Linked DNA regions of Mus musculus: regions 1 and 2 are each linked to region 3. A link is a contact called in public Hi-C data. All regions are on one chromosome and are shown on one strand. The core of a region is the stretch at or near the end of the contact, and the rest is flanking DNA. Distances in the headings are between cores, read along the strand shown. Region 1 overlaps Actr6 (ARP6 actin-related protein 6). Region 2 has its middle 14 kb from the start of Slc17a8. Region 3 overlaps Utp20 (UTP20 small subunit processome component).

Evidence for each region. Hi-C and Micro-C count contacts between places; a contact is called where the count stands out from the background.
Region 1: a contact with region 3 is called in a Hi-C map of liver, with 4 times the contacts expected there. The contact joins two enhancer-like sites. A contact is called at or near these places in 3 of 39 promoter capture datasets (the C10 cell line, hippocampal neurons and liver), 1 of 484 Hi-C or Micro-C datasets (liver) and 1 of 115 datasets of contacts at active chromatin or transcription factors (bone marrow-derived macrophages).
Region 2: a Hi-C map of liver shows a contact between it and region 3, with 2.9 times the contacts expected there. The contact joins two enhancer-like sites. A contact is called at or near these places in 2 of 484 Hi-C or Micro-C datasets (liver and nephron progenitors).

Annotation. Positions count from the first base shown.
Region 1 is chr10:89,719,547-89,723,853 of GRCm38.p6, forward strand. All of the region lies in intron 8 of Actr6 (ARP6 actin-related protein 6), which reads right to left. Among named protein-coding and RNA genes, the nearest start is that of Actr6, 11 kb to the right of the region's middle. Within about 2 kb of position 2,800, at least 23 of the 459 cell types and tissues checked have an H3K27ac peak or open chromatin away from gene starts, as enhancers often do. A contact at or near this core is called in liver, where this site is marked.
Region 2 is chr10:89,633,408-89,637,192 of GRCm38.p6, forward strand. No RefSeq gene overlaps it. Among named protein-coding and RNA genes, the nearest start is that of Slc17a8, 14 kb to the left of the region's middle. Within about 2 kb of position 1,849, at least 12 of the 459 cell types and tissues checked have an H3K27ac peak or open chromatin away from gene starts, as enhancers often do. A contact at or near this core is called in liver, where this site is marked.
Region 3 is chr10:88,782,500-88,786,639 of GRCm38.p6, forward strand. It overlaps Utp20 (UTP20 small subunit processome component), which reads right to left. Exons shown (of 62, transcript NM_175158.3): 27 at 3,491-3,699; 28 at 74-217. Among named protein-coding and RNA genes, the nearest start is that of Utp20, 42 kb to the right of the region's middle. Within about 2 kb of position 1,887, at least 25 of the 459 cell types and tissues checked have an H3K27ac peak or open chromatin away from gene starts, as enhancers often do. A contact at or near this core is called in liver, where this site is marked.

The DNA.
Region 1 (4,307 bases), core at 1,550-4,049, 940 kb after region 3:
GTCCTCCCCAACCTACAGTGTTCATCACATTGGCATTGCCTAGTGCACCACATGGACCCTTGTATATGATAGGTATGCAATACATTCCTGGGCAGTAGCATGCAAAATAACACAGTGCCATTAACTGCATTAGACATTTTATGTACAGTATTCCACAAGTCTCACACAACACTAAGAACAGGCATTTTAGGGGGCCACAGAAACGGCTCAGGAGTTAAGAGCACTGACTGCTCTTCCGAAAGTCCTGAGTTCAAATCCCAGCAACCACGTGGTGGCTCACAAACATCTGTAATGAGATCTGATGCCCTCTTCTGGTGTGTCTGAAAACAGCTACAGTGCAATTACATATAATAATAAATAAATCTTAAGAACAGGCATTTTGTCTTTCATTCACAGTATAATTAGGCTCAGGAAGATCATGTGTCATACTCAGGTCTATCATACCTGCCCAGACATTATAGCCTGGATACAAATGATTCAGCTTGCTATCATTTGGGAACACTCTGCTCATAGCATAAATTTTAAACATAAATTTTCAGATAATTATACAATATTACCAGGAAGACAAAGAAACTATAAATATGTCACATCTAACCCAATTAAATAATTGTTGTAGTAAGAAAAATAGTATTATTCCCCATAGAAGAAGTAGCATCCTGTCTTAGGTAGAATGGAAAAGATTCTCTATCAATTTACTAATTAACTTACAACTGATATTAAACCTGTGTTTAGTTAGGGTTTCATTGCTGTGAAGAGACACCATGACCAAGGCAACTTTTATAAGGTTAACATTTAATTGGAGCTGGCTTACAATTTCAGAGGTTCAGTCCATTATCATCATGGCAGGAAGCATGGCAGTGTTCAGGCAGACATGGTGCTGGAGGAGCCAAGAGTTCTACATCTTGATCCCAGGGCAGCCAGAAGGGCACTGTCTTCCACAGGCAGCCTGGAGAAGAGTCTGGATCACACTGGCCAGACTTGAACATATAAAAGAGACCTCAAAGCACTATCTCCACAGTAACACACTTCCTTGAGCAAGGAAGGCTACACCTCCTCCAATAAGGGCACACCTCCTAATGGTGTCACTTCCCATGGGCCAAGCATAGTCAAACCACCACAGCCTGGTATGGGCTATACACCTATAATCCCAACACTTGGGAGGTTGAAGAAGAAGGTGCAAGTCTAAGGCTAGCCTAGGCTACAGAATGAGACCCTGTTTAAAGGAAAAAAAAAAAAAAAAAAGAAAAGAAAAAGAAAAAAACCCACACACACTAAATTTAGTTTAAAGGCTAATTCATTTTTTTTCAATACTGGAAAACTACCTGAGGCCAATACGGACTGAAGGACATTAAAGGTTTATAGCTGTTTTAAAGCCCTGATTTACAGATGATGATCAGGCTGACTGACCAAATATCTAACCAGGGAAAAGAGCCAGCACTCGGTGTCCTTGCTGAATGTCAGCGCAAATGCCATTAGTCATTAATATGTAATCTGGAAGCACAAGGAGTTTCTGTTTTCAAGGGTACAATTCCAAAACCTTTTTTTAGACAGAGGCAACTGAAGGGATTTAGAAGGGGAAGCTGGTCAGAGAAAGCTGTGATTTACTGAACTGAATGGTCCTCACACATTTATTTCCAGTACCATTAAAGAAACTGTCAGTTTGTGTTATATTGGCTCTGCACAAAGTGGTAATCACTAAAGATAAAGGAATGTTCTTAATTTAGGTCTGACAATTTATACTTCAACAGGCATCTCTTTCTGAGAAGAAGTAAAATCAGTATTTCCGCTGTTTGTCCAATGTTACTATAAATCTTATTTCTCTATTTGTTGTTATTGTTCCTTTTATCAGCAGGAGAAAAATCAAAGCTTTGTATTTCCCAAGCATTCCTGACTCATGTATCCCAGTTCAAATCAACAATATCCTAGGTGTGGTGGTTTAAATAGGATGGCCCACACAGGCTCATAGATTGAATGCTTTGTCACCAAGGAGAGGCACTATTGGGAGGTGTGGCCTTGGAGGAAGTCTGCCACTGGGGGTGGTTTTGGGGATCTCAGATGCTCGAGCCAGGCCCAGTGTCACTCTCTCTCCGTGCTGCCTGCTGATCTGGATGGAGAACTCTCAGCTCCCTCTCCAGCACTATGCCTGCTGCGTGCCACCATGCTTCCTGCCATGACAATAACAGACTAAGCTAACCCCAGTTAAAAGTTTTCCTTTAAGCCGGACGTGGTGGCGCACACCTTTAATCCCAGCACTTGGGAAGCAGAGGCAGGCAGATTTCTGGGTTCAAGGCCAGCCTGGTCTACAGAGTGAGTTCCAGGACTGCCAGGGCTATACAGAGAAACCCTGTCTCGAAAAAACAACAAAACAAAACAAAACAAAACAAAAACCAAAAAATTAAGCTACTACATATACAATATAACTTTCATATAGATGACTAAAACATGATTGTATATAAGGCATACATTTTAACATTTATCAAGAGTAAAATATTCTTTTTAAAAAATACACTTACTGTAATAGTTCATTTAGCAAGAGTCCAATTCAGCTAACTTTATGTTCTCATTTGATAAAGCATGCATTACACATGAAAGCCATTAACAGTTAGTGTGAGGCACCCAGGAAGCCTGAGTGACTGTAAGGAGTAGAGAGATGGAGTCCTGAGTGAATGCTAGGATACAGACACTGCCAGGTAAAGGACCGATGCCACACGCACGGGGAACTGGCATAGCCTGCCCCTAAAGGGTCAGTCTTGCAATGACAAAGCCTCCCTCTGATCCAAGTACGAGTGTTGCCTAATGATTGGTCAGTGTGTGCAAAACCCAGCAACTATGGCCTCTTCCTCTCAGATGTTTCCAGCCTGAGACTGCTGTAACACATTCTCCTACTGAAACTCCTGAACTCTTGCCTGCTGTGCTGAGGTTCCAGATTGCGTCACTCCTTGCCATGCCCACTCAGGTCAAGGCACCAAGCCATCCAGGTCAGAGCCGAGACATCTGTGTGAAGCTGAAGAAGTATAAGCTCCTACCCAACCCTGTCCCCAGCCGCAGGTCAGTGAACACCTTCCAACAACCGTCACGCCACCTGCTTCGTGTGCTGTGTCTGACTGTCTGTCCCAGTGTGTCACCTCCCACCTCACCCCTCCCCATCACAGAAAACAAACACTGGTCAATTGTAAGGACGACCTCACCAATGCTGGCTCACTGAGCAGGTGCCGATCTGAGAACACACATAGATCATGTCTGATAATCTAATGGCATGCCACTCACACAGAGGGAGAAATGTTCTTAAGGAGAGAAAGATTCCTAGCTGGTTGTCCATTATGCAGGGAAAAACCCCAAACATTTAAGTTTTCTGACTTAGGAACTAAAAATTCCTGGAAGAACAGAAACCACACAGATTTTAATGCCCCCATGACTCCAGCGTCTGCCAGGTTGGGAGGGACTAGAAATCACTGTGACGTGATAGAGGTTGACAACTGTACCACTGAGTCATGTTCTCCACTGCCTCTCTTATCATCACTCAAGTTTTATTATAATTGAATACAAAACGTGCAGATGGTCAAGTGTGTCTATTGAGACAGCTCTGCAGTCAAAATGTTTGGGGCAATTTTGATTTTTGATCTGTATTTCACCTCTATTATATGGAAAAAAGAAAAGATCTCAGGCATGCTAAGTACAAATACTTCCATAAAATACAAATACCCATCAAACAGCTTGATGTAATGTGACAAATAAATTATCATGTCCTTTAAAATCCAATGTTCATCACTCACGTAATCTTTTGAAACTATAGAAAACGAAGTTCTTGTTGCTGTATTCTAAATAATATAATCTATATACACTGAAAGTATGCACACCTTTCCATAGATTGTTTCTTTTTTTTTTTTTAACATTGAACTTTTTTTTTAAAGATTTATTTATTTATTATATGTACATACATTGTAGCTGTCTTCAGACACTCCAGAAGAGGGCATCAGATTTTGTTACAGATGGTTGTGAGCCACCATGTGGTTGCTGGGATTTGAACTCAGGACCTTCGGAAGAGCAGTCGGCGCTCTTAACCACTGAGCCATCTCGCCAGCCCCCATAGATTGTTTCTTACTAAATATTACATTTGGGGTGGAGCCATGCTAGTCATGTAGCTCTGCACTGTTTTCATTACTGTTTACTATATGAATATATGAATATATTATTACTTAGGTGTTGTCAATTTCCCACAGTTCTAAATGAATAGTGTCATGTCTCCTTACATTCCTCCCTTCCTTCCTTCCTCCCTCCCTCCTTCCTCCCTCCCTTGTTCCCTCCCT
Region 2 (3,785 bases), core at 599-3,098, 850 kb after region 3:
GGCTCCAAATCAGCCACCCAGGAACAGAAGGCTCCAGTGGGTTTAATTCAGAATGTCTGGAGAAACGACATAATCTGAAAATGAGATTTTGACAATTGTTCTTTGGTGAGTGTATGTAGCGTTGGTGCTGGTAGAATGTCAGTCACATACCTGGAGCTGAAACCAAAAGGAACTCCTTAGATGTGAGGAGTCCCAGAAGGATCGCTGCCTCCATGGAAAGTCTTTTCCTCTATTTACAAAAATGACCTTCTGTAACCTGGCTCGGTGATGAATGCCTGTAATCCCAGAACCCAAGAAGCTGGGGTGACAGTCAAGGCAACAAGACTTTGTCTCATAATCAAATAAACACAAAGAGGACTTCAGTTTGTTTGTTGTTGTTTTTTTTTTCTTTCTTTTACAATTTTGGCTATGTTCCAACTCATGAACAAATAAGTAACTCTGGCCTAATTCTTAAAAAAACAAACAAATAAAAAAACAACCAGAAGACAAATACACCTTTATCTGGCTCCAAAGTCCATGCAGGCATGCTTTTAGCATGCCTTCAGCATGCCTCACTTTGGCGACATTACATCACTGCAGGTAGAGAGGCCAGCAGGCTTAGAGTCCTGAGTGAGATTTAAACTTTCATCGATGTTGATCCTTACGTACAAATTCCAGATGTGTCTCTATGCTGTACCTTTGCATAAAAAGTCAAACACAGAATTCATCAGCAACCTAGACTGCTGTGGGGGGGGGGGGGTGGTGAGAGAGAGAGAGAGAAATAGATCTGAAGCAACTGAACCATATTTCCACTATCATCAGCACAATTCAGAGTAACCCTGCTTGTTCTTCCTGTGAGATACCTTATCACTCTGACTGCCCCTAAACTTACTATGTAGCCCCGGCCGGCTTCCAGTGCATAGTAATCTACCTGCCTCAGCCGCCCAAATGCTGGGATTATATACCTTAGCTACCGTGCCCAGCTCAGAACTTTTCAAATGGAAGCTTTAATATACAGAACTAGCAAATAACACCCTGTGCCTTTTGCTAGGAGCATATGCATACCATGGATCTGGTTTTTAGAAGTTTTGCAGCAGGGTATCGTGGGAGACAGACATCATGCCATTTGAACAGGGGGAAAAATGTAATTAGTTATTCTTTGTCAATTTCATGTATAAAGTATTGATGACTCTCACCCCATCCTTACGTACAAATTCCAGATGTGTCTCTATACTGTTCCTTTGCATAAAAAGTCAAACATCAGCAACCTAGGCTGCTGTGTGTGTGTGTGTGTGTGCGTGTGTGTGTATGAGAGAGAGAGAGAGAGAGAGAGAGAGAGAGAGAGAGAGAGAGTCACAAGGCCCATTCCCATACTTGAGTTTTTCTTTTGTTTCATTTTGTGACCCCACTGAATTTAACCAGGTTTGTTCACATGAACATGGGTGGGAGCTATCCAAAGGCTACATTAACTGAAGACAACGCCCTTCAACAGCGTCCATCAGTTGTTTCTCAGGGATGGGTAGGGCCCTGAGAGGCTCATAAGTGGGAAAATTTTAATAAAGTAATTATTAGCTAGAAGCTGGTTAGTAAGACGTAAAAAGACACCCAAATATCAGGTGCTTTAAAAGGCAGCAAAGTAGCGGCCGTGTGCCAAGGAAAAGGCTTTGTGTTAAAATTGGGTACCTACGATGGGGAGGCTCAACCCTACTCCTGCTTCTGTGGGAAATCCCAATCTGTTTCCACCATAAGGAAGAGCACCGGCCCACAGTGGCAGAGTTGGATCTGTTCCACAGTAGCCTGGAGGGCAGCTCCCCTGCTTAAGACAGCTAGGCTTCTGTGACAGAGCTCCAGTGCCCTCTCCTGATGAAGCCTGGCATCTGTTTAGAGCATCCAGTTCTGGCAGAGTCTGGAGCTCTGAGCTAAGCTGAATAGTGCCACAGCTTACACCTCTGCACTGCTGAGTACAGCTTTCATATATAACAGAACTATCTAATAGAGTATCTACCGGCTACACATGGAGACCCAGTTGTCTAACTGGGAATGTGCTAAATGTAAAATACACGCAAATTCTTAACAAGCCAGAAAAGTAGTGAAAAACGTAGCAGCGCTTACCCAAATGGTATAAGTTAAATAAGACTTAGTAAAGTGAGTTTAACCTTTTTAAATGGGAACATGTGGCTTGCAGCCTAAGTAGGTACCCCAGGCTACAGCAACAACCTGCTGCTTGGAATAGAAAAGATTTCTCACATCCAACAAGCACCATTTAGTGAAACAGCTGCTCCAGCTGTACTCTCTCCTCCCCAAAGCTACAAACTTTAATTCCATTACACATCTGGGCGCTGCCAACACCTGAGTATCATGTCCTCCCCAACCCCTGCCCCCACCCTGCCCCCCACAACCGTCCTCATCTGTCATCAAGATCAGCAGCCCTGACAACTGAATTTGACTGCGTAGATTTCTGCCATCTCCCACTCTGCTCCACCTTCAACAGTAATTTCCCAGCGTACATAATGGTGAGGCCAAATCAACAGTGCTTGCTACATCAGTAAGTCTCTACTAAAGCAACCTCCAGAAGAATTCACAAAAGGACACGGTGAGATACAGAGCACCAAACTCTGGGAGGTGGGAAAATGCAGTATCCACTCCGAGTCTGATCTCTTGGGCCCTGTGATTCTGCATTCAATCATCGAGAGGGGAACAGGGCTCAACTCCATTTGACCCAAACCACGTTGTGAAACCGTTCTAGGGTTTTAACTACCAACCATAAAATAAGGCATACTATACCTTTACTAAAGGCATTCTCTCAGACTTTTCTTCCAGCTGTGTATTTTACACGGTAACTGAATTACAAAATGTGTTTGAGCCAGCGTATACTTGTAGTTTACATCATTCAGGAGGGGAGGACTGGAGTCTGGAGCCAGCCTGAGCAATACTGTGAGAGCCTGTATCAAAACAAACAAATATATGTCTTACTGCGTGTTTAGGCTTGAAAGACACTCAAGTCTTAGGTAACTTGGATTGTGACAGACTCATTTGTCTTAAAATATTCCAAAAGCCGTAACTTACAAAATATGGGGAGGTGTGCAAAGGAAGAATTCGGGATGGTTGGGATCAAGATACATCACATATATGTATGAAATTAGTGAAATACTAGAAACTATTTTAAAAACCAACAATTGTCTGGCATTTAACCCTAGCACTCGGGAAGCAGAGGCAAGTGGATCTCTGAATTCGAGGCCAACCAGTGAGACCTCAAATTTTTAAAGCAAACAATTCAATCACTGAGTGGGAAAATGAACTGGACAGACACTTCTCAAGTAGGGAAAAACTATGAACTCAGAACTTTATATGACAAGACATTCAAAGTAACCTGACACATACTCTGCTTGCCACTGGGTAGTCTCTCATACCTGTGTCACTTAAGATGTGATAGGGAACACATGAAAAGGAGGGTTACAAAGCGTTCCAAAGTAAAAACAAGAAAACAAAAGAAGTGATCTATTTCTGTTTATACATCCGGTGCACATCTCATTTCAAGCTTAAACCAACAAAATCAATTTATTTTGATTGATGCCTGCAGAAACCCACCAACTTCCTACTTTAAGTCAAGAGATTTATTTAAACGCTTGCTTCTGACATGGACTTAAGGATATCTATCAACTTAAAAACTGGGTTCACAAAGAAACACATTAGCCTAAATACAGGGAAATTTCACAACTGCAGCAGCAATGGCACCAAGTCGATCAATAATATAAACTCACATTGACAAAGTAGATAATTGCACAATTCTCGATTTTTTTAAGGCA
Region 3 (4,140 bases), core at 637-3,136:
TAGTCTATGCTGGCAAATTAAAAATAAAGGGAGAAGTAGAAGGGCTAGGCAGGATGTAGAAATCCTGGTTTACCTGGGGCCAAACTGTACCATGAAACACAGCATCAATTTCTTCTGCTTTGAACTGATAGGATTCCCAATCCAAAAAGATATCAGTGACCATCTTGATTCCCAAACGTCTTAAATTTTTCAGTGGGTTAATAAATCTCAACTGAATCTGTAAACAAAGATATTTTTCAAACATAAACATCACACATATATACACCTCTCACAGAAACATACATACATACATAACATACACACACACACACACACACACACACACACACACACACTCACTCACACACACACACACCTGATCTCTGTAGAGAGGCACTCTTGTTTGTGTGGCAGGAAAAGAGACCCAGCCTGGAGGAGATGCTATTGGTATTTAATAACACTGGCTGCTCTTGCACAGGACACAGGCTCAGTTCCCAGCATCCACATCCAACTCTAACTCCACTTCTAGGGGATTCAATGTCCTTTTCTGGCCTCTGAGGGCACTGCATGTACACAGTGCACAGATATACAGCCAAAACACTCATATGCACAAAACAATAATAAAAACACGCCTTTAATCTCAGCACTTGGGGAGGCAGAAGGTGGATTTCTGAGTTCAAGGCCAGCCTGGTCTACAAAGTGAATTCCAGGACAGTCAGGGCTATACAGAGAAACCCTGTCTTGAAAAACCAAACCAAACCAACCAACCAACCAACCAACCAACCAAACAGATGTACCCATGTACAGGCACAGAGGCTGGAGAGTCAGCAAGTGTTAACCAGACATCACGTCTCCTTTCCTGTGTGGTGTGAAACCACAAGAATGCAGCCTCAGAGTGGATTTATTCACTGAGTCTCCAACAATGGCATCATACCCATAGTCCATACTTATATGAGGGACTGAAAATTATGTATAGTTCAATATGTGAAGAGTTTTATAAACCCGGGAAGGGCAGACATTATGCAAAGGCAGAATTTCCAATAGACTATTAAAGAATGAATAGGTCTAGATCCAGAGAGGAAGAGGCAAGGGCCTCAGAGTGATGCCTTCCAAACAAATAATGTCAAAAGCCTCAGAGAGAACTCAAACTGACTACCTTTCTACCTGATCACTATATTGTGGTTGTTAAATATTTAAATGGCAGCACTTTTATATATGACCTTATTTACCTACAGCTTTACCTAAGAATCATCCTAAAACTTAGGGCAACAAAGAAAATCCTCTTACGTAGTTAATGACTTTTTTTTTTCTTTTGGTTTTTCGAGACAGGATTTCTCTGTGTAGCCTTGGCAATCTTAGAACTCACTCTGTAGACCAGGCTGTTCTCGAACTCAAAGATCAATTTGCCTCTACTTCCCCAGTGCTGGGATTCAAGGCATGTGCCACCACCAAAGAATGTCAAGTCTGTTTCTAAGGCACCATGAATAAAACTAAAGGAAGGTACCTGCCAGGAAAAGTCAACACTAATCAACAGATATCTAAACATACAGTAACTCATTTTAAATTCAAGGGACTATGAACAAGGGTACTCTTAATCTGCTGCATAAGCACAAGGATCGTGAAACCTCACACACGGTCTGCCCCGATCCAGTCACCGACTAACAGGCAGACTCAGGAAGTTACACAGTTACAAGCCACTCTGACCTGCTTCCACTCCATTGTGAACACCTGATGTCCTTTGAATCAGGTTTGGTAGAAAAGAAAATCTACGATCACTGATACTTTTAAAAAACTGATAACTTTAAAAAATCATCTGGAGCAAACAACAAACCAGTGTTAGGAAACAAGACCTCAAATAGTGCCCCACTTTGCTCCATCCCTGCTTCTCCCCAGGCCAGGACAGGCACATCCTATCCATTTGTAGAACTATTGTTCCAGCTGTCCAGTTTACTCCATGATTGCTGACCAAACTAGAGGAAAGCTGGGAAATAGGCAGTTGTAGATTTTATGTATATTTATGTATGAGTCACTGCTTCAATGTACAAACATCACAAAACCATTTACAACCTTAACAACACACACTTCACGTCAGCCAACACCCCAGAGGCTATCAGAGCCATAAAAAGCAAGTGTATAACTGAGCTCAAACGCACACTCAGACAAAACCACCATGGGGCGACTTACTATGCCTCTTAGAGGAACTCCTTGGACTTGTTTAAAAGAGCAAGAAGCCCCACATCCGTGAAAAAGCTTAACACCTCACTAACTAATGAACCATGAAATTGCACAAAATGATCCTCTGAGTTACGAAACACTGGCTTGGGAGCCAGGCCCATTACTGAGTAACTTCTAAGTTAATCAAAAGTCCAAAGGATGAATCTTTATGAAACTTGACACCCTTCATGACATAACATGTGCACAACACTTCAGCTTGCTCTAAAGCACAAGTGGCAAGTGTCATCTTCTCTTTTAAATCTGCATACAACACAATTTTCCATGACCTCTTTTCGGTGTCACCCTTGGCTTCTCTAAGCAAAGCCTCTTTCCCACAAAGCAACCAAGGCATTTTTCCCCCTTTTTGACTCAGGGTTGTACTATATAGTCCTTGCTCTCCTGAAACTTAATATATAGACCAGGCTGGCCTCCAACTCAAGAGATCCACCTGCCTCTGCTTCCAGAGAGTTGGCTAGCACACCTGGATAAAACAGCAATTTTTAAAAAAAAATGTAGCCCAGGCTAACCTCGAACTCATGGTCCTCCTTCGTCTGCCTCAAGTGAATCTTACTGCTATGTCCAACCACAGCCGACGTACAGCAGTGTCTTTATCAATCCCCTGTTCAAGGTGTGTCGAGAGTCCCCAGCAGGCAGTATGTTCACTCTCTCATGTAGGTCCATGTTGTAGCGCCAACCTTACTTACTGAATGCTCACTGCGCTCCAGACACCTCTGCTTCTCTCTTCTTAGACCATACCATACCTGTGCTACCTCAGGGGTCAGCTCTGGTCAACCATTCATCATCAAGGCTGGTTTATGTCTATCCAAAAAGCAGCTTAAGACTTTGACAACCACTTCTACTTAAGACTGCATTTGGAAGGCACTGGATATATTATGAATCAACAGAGACGGCTCAGAGGCAAAAATCTGAGGCTGGATCTTTACTTCAAATCCCAACTACTCCAAGAAGCCTTCAGTGCATTATAATGTGCATACGCACTTCTCCACGTTCTCCAGAGTAAGCTCAGGGCCATATTCCTATTGTATCAGAACAGGTATGGAATACAGTTCAACAGAAAACTGTAACATTCTCCTCTCAGTAGTCGGCCAGCTAACTCACCAGTCCTGCTTACCACGCTCCTTATTTATTCAAGACACTGTGCTGGCTTCAGCATTAACTTCTAAACAGACCATGGGTTCTGTCTGAACATTAGGGTTACAGAAGGAAAGACATTAGTGACTCCAACCCAACTCCCAAGACAAACACTCAGAGGCAAGCATTTACTGCGACCTCTCACCTTCTCTCGCTGGTCGAGGATGTGGGAGACAGTTGCTGTCATACACAGTAGGATCTGCAGGATCTTGGGAAGGTATGTGCTGATGAGATGACTGATGTTCTTTAACACGACCTCCAGGCTGTTCAAGACGCCGTGCTGCCGCCCCACAGGAAGAACTTTAGACACATCTAAATCCTCTACTGCCTGGATGACAGCAGAACAGCAGTCTCCTAGTGAAATGGAGAGGATGTGCCATGAGGTGAAATGTTAGTCTGCTGCTGATCACGGCATCCTCCCCAGCTCCCTAAACAGCACAGTTTCTCTAGTGATGTGTTAGTTACAGGTGCCAGCATTCTTCTCTCAGGTACTGTCTCCCAACTCTTATCAGATGCTCAGGGAGCTGTTTTACTGTTCGTATTTCAGATAGGGAAACTGAGGGACAAAGAAAGATAAGAAAGTAGTCTGAGAGCTGACTCTGAGTGTAAATCCCACCCAGTTTTATTTTATTTACTACTGTTATTTTCTTTCTTGAGACAGGGTTTTTCTACTATGTAGCTCTGGCTGTCCTGATACTCATTATATAAACCAGGCTGTCTGTGACCTATCAGAGATCCACCTCCCTCTCTCTCCCAAGTGTTGGAATTAATGGTATGCACCATCACACCTGGCTC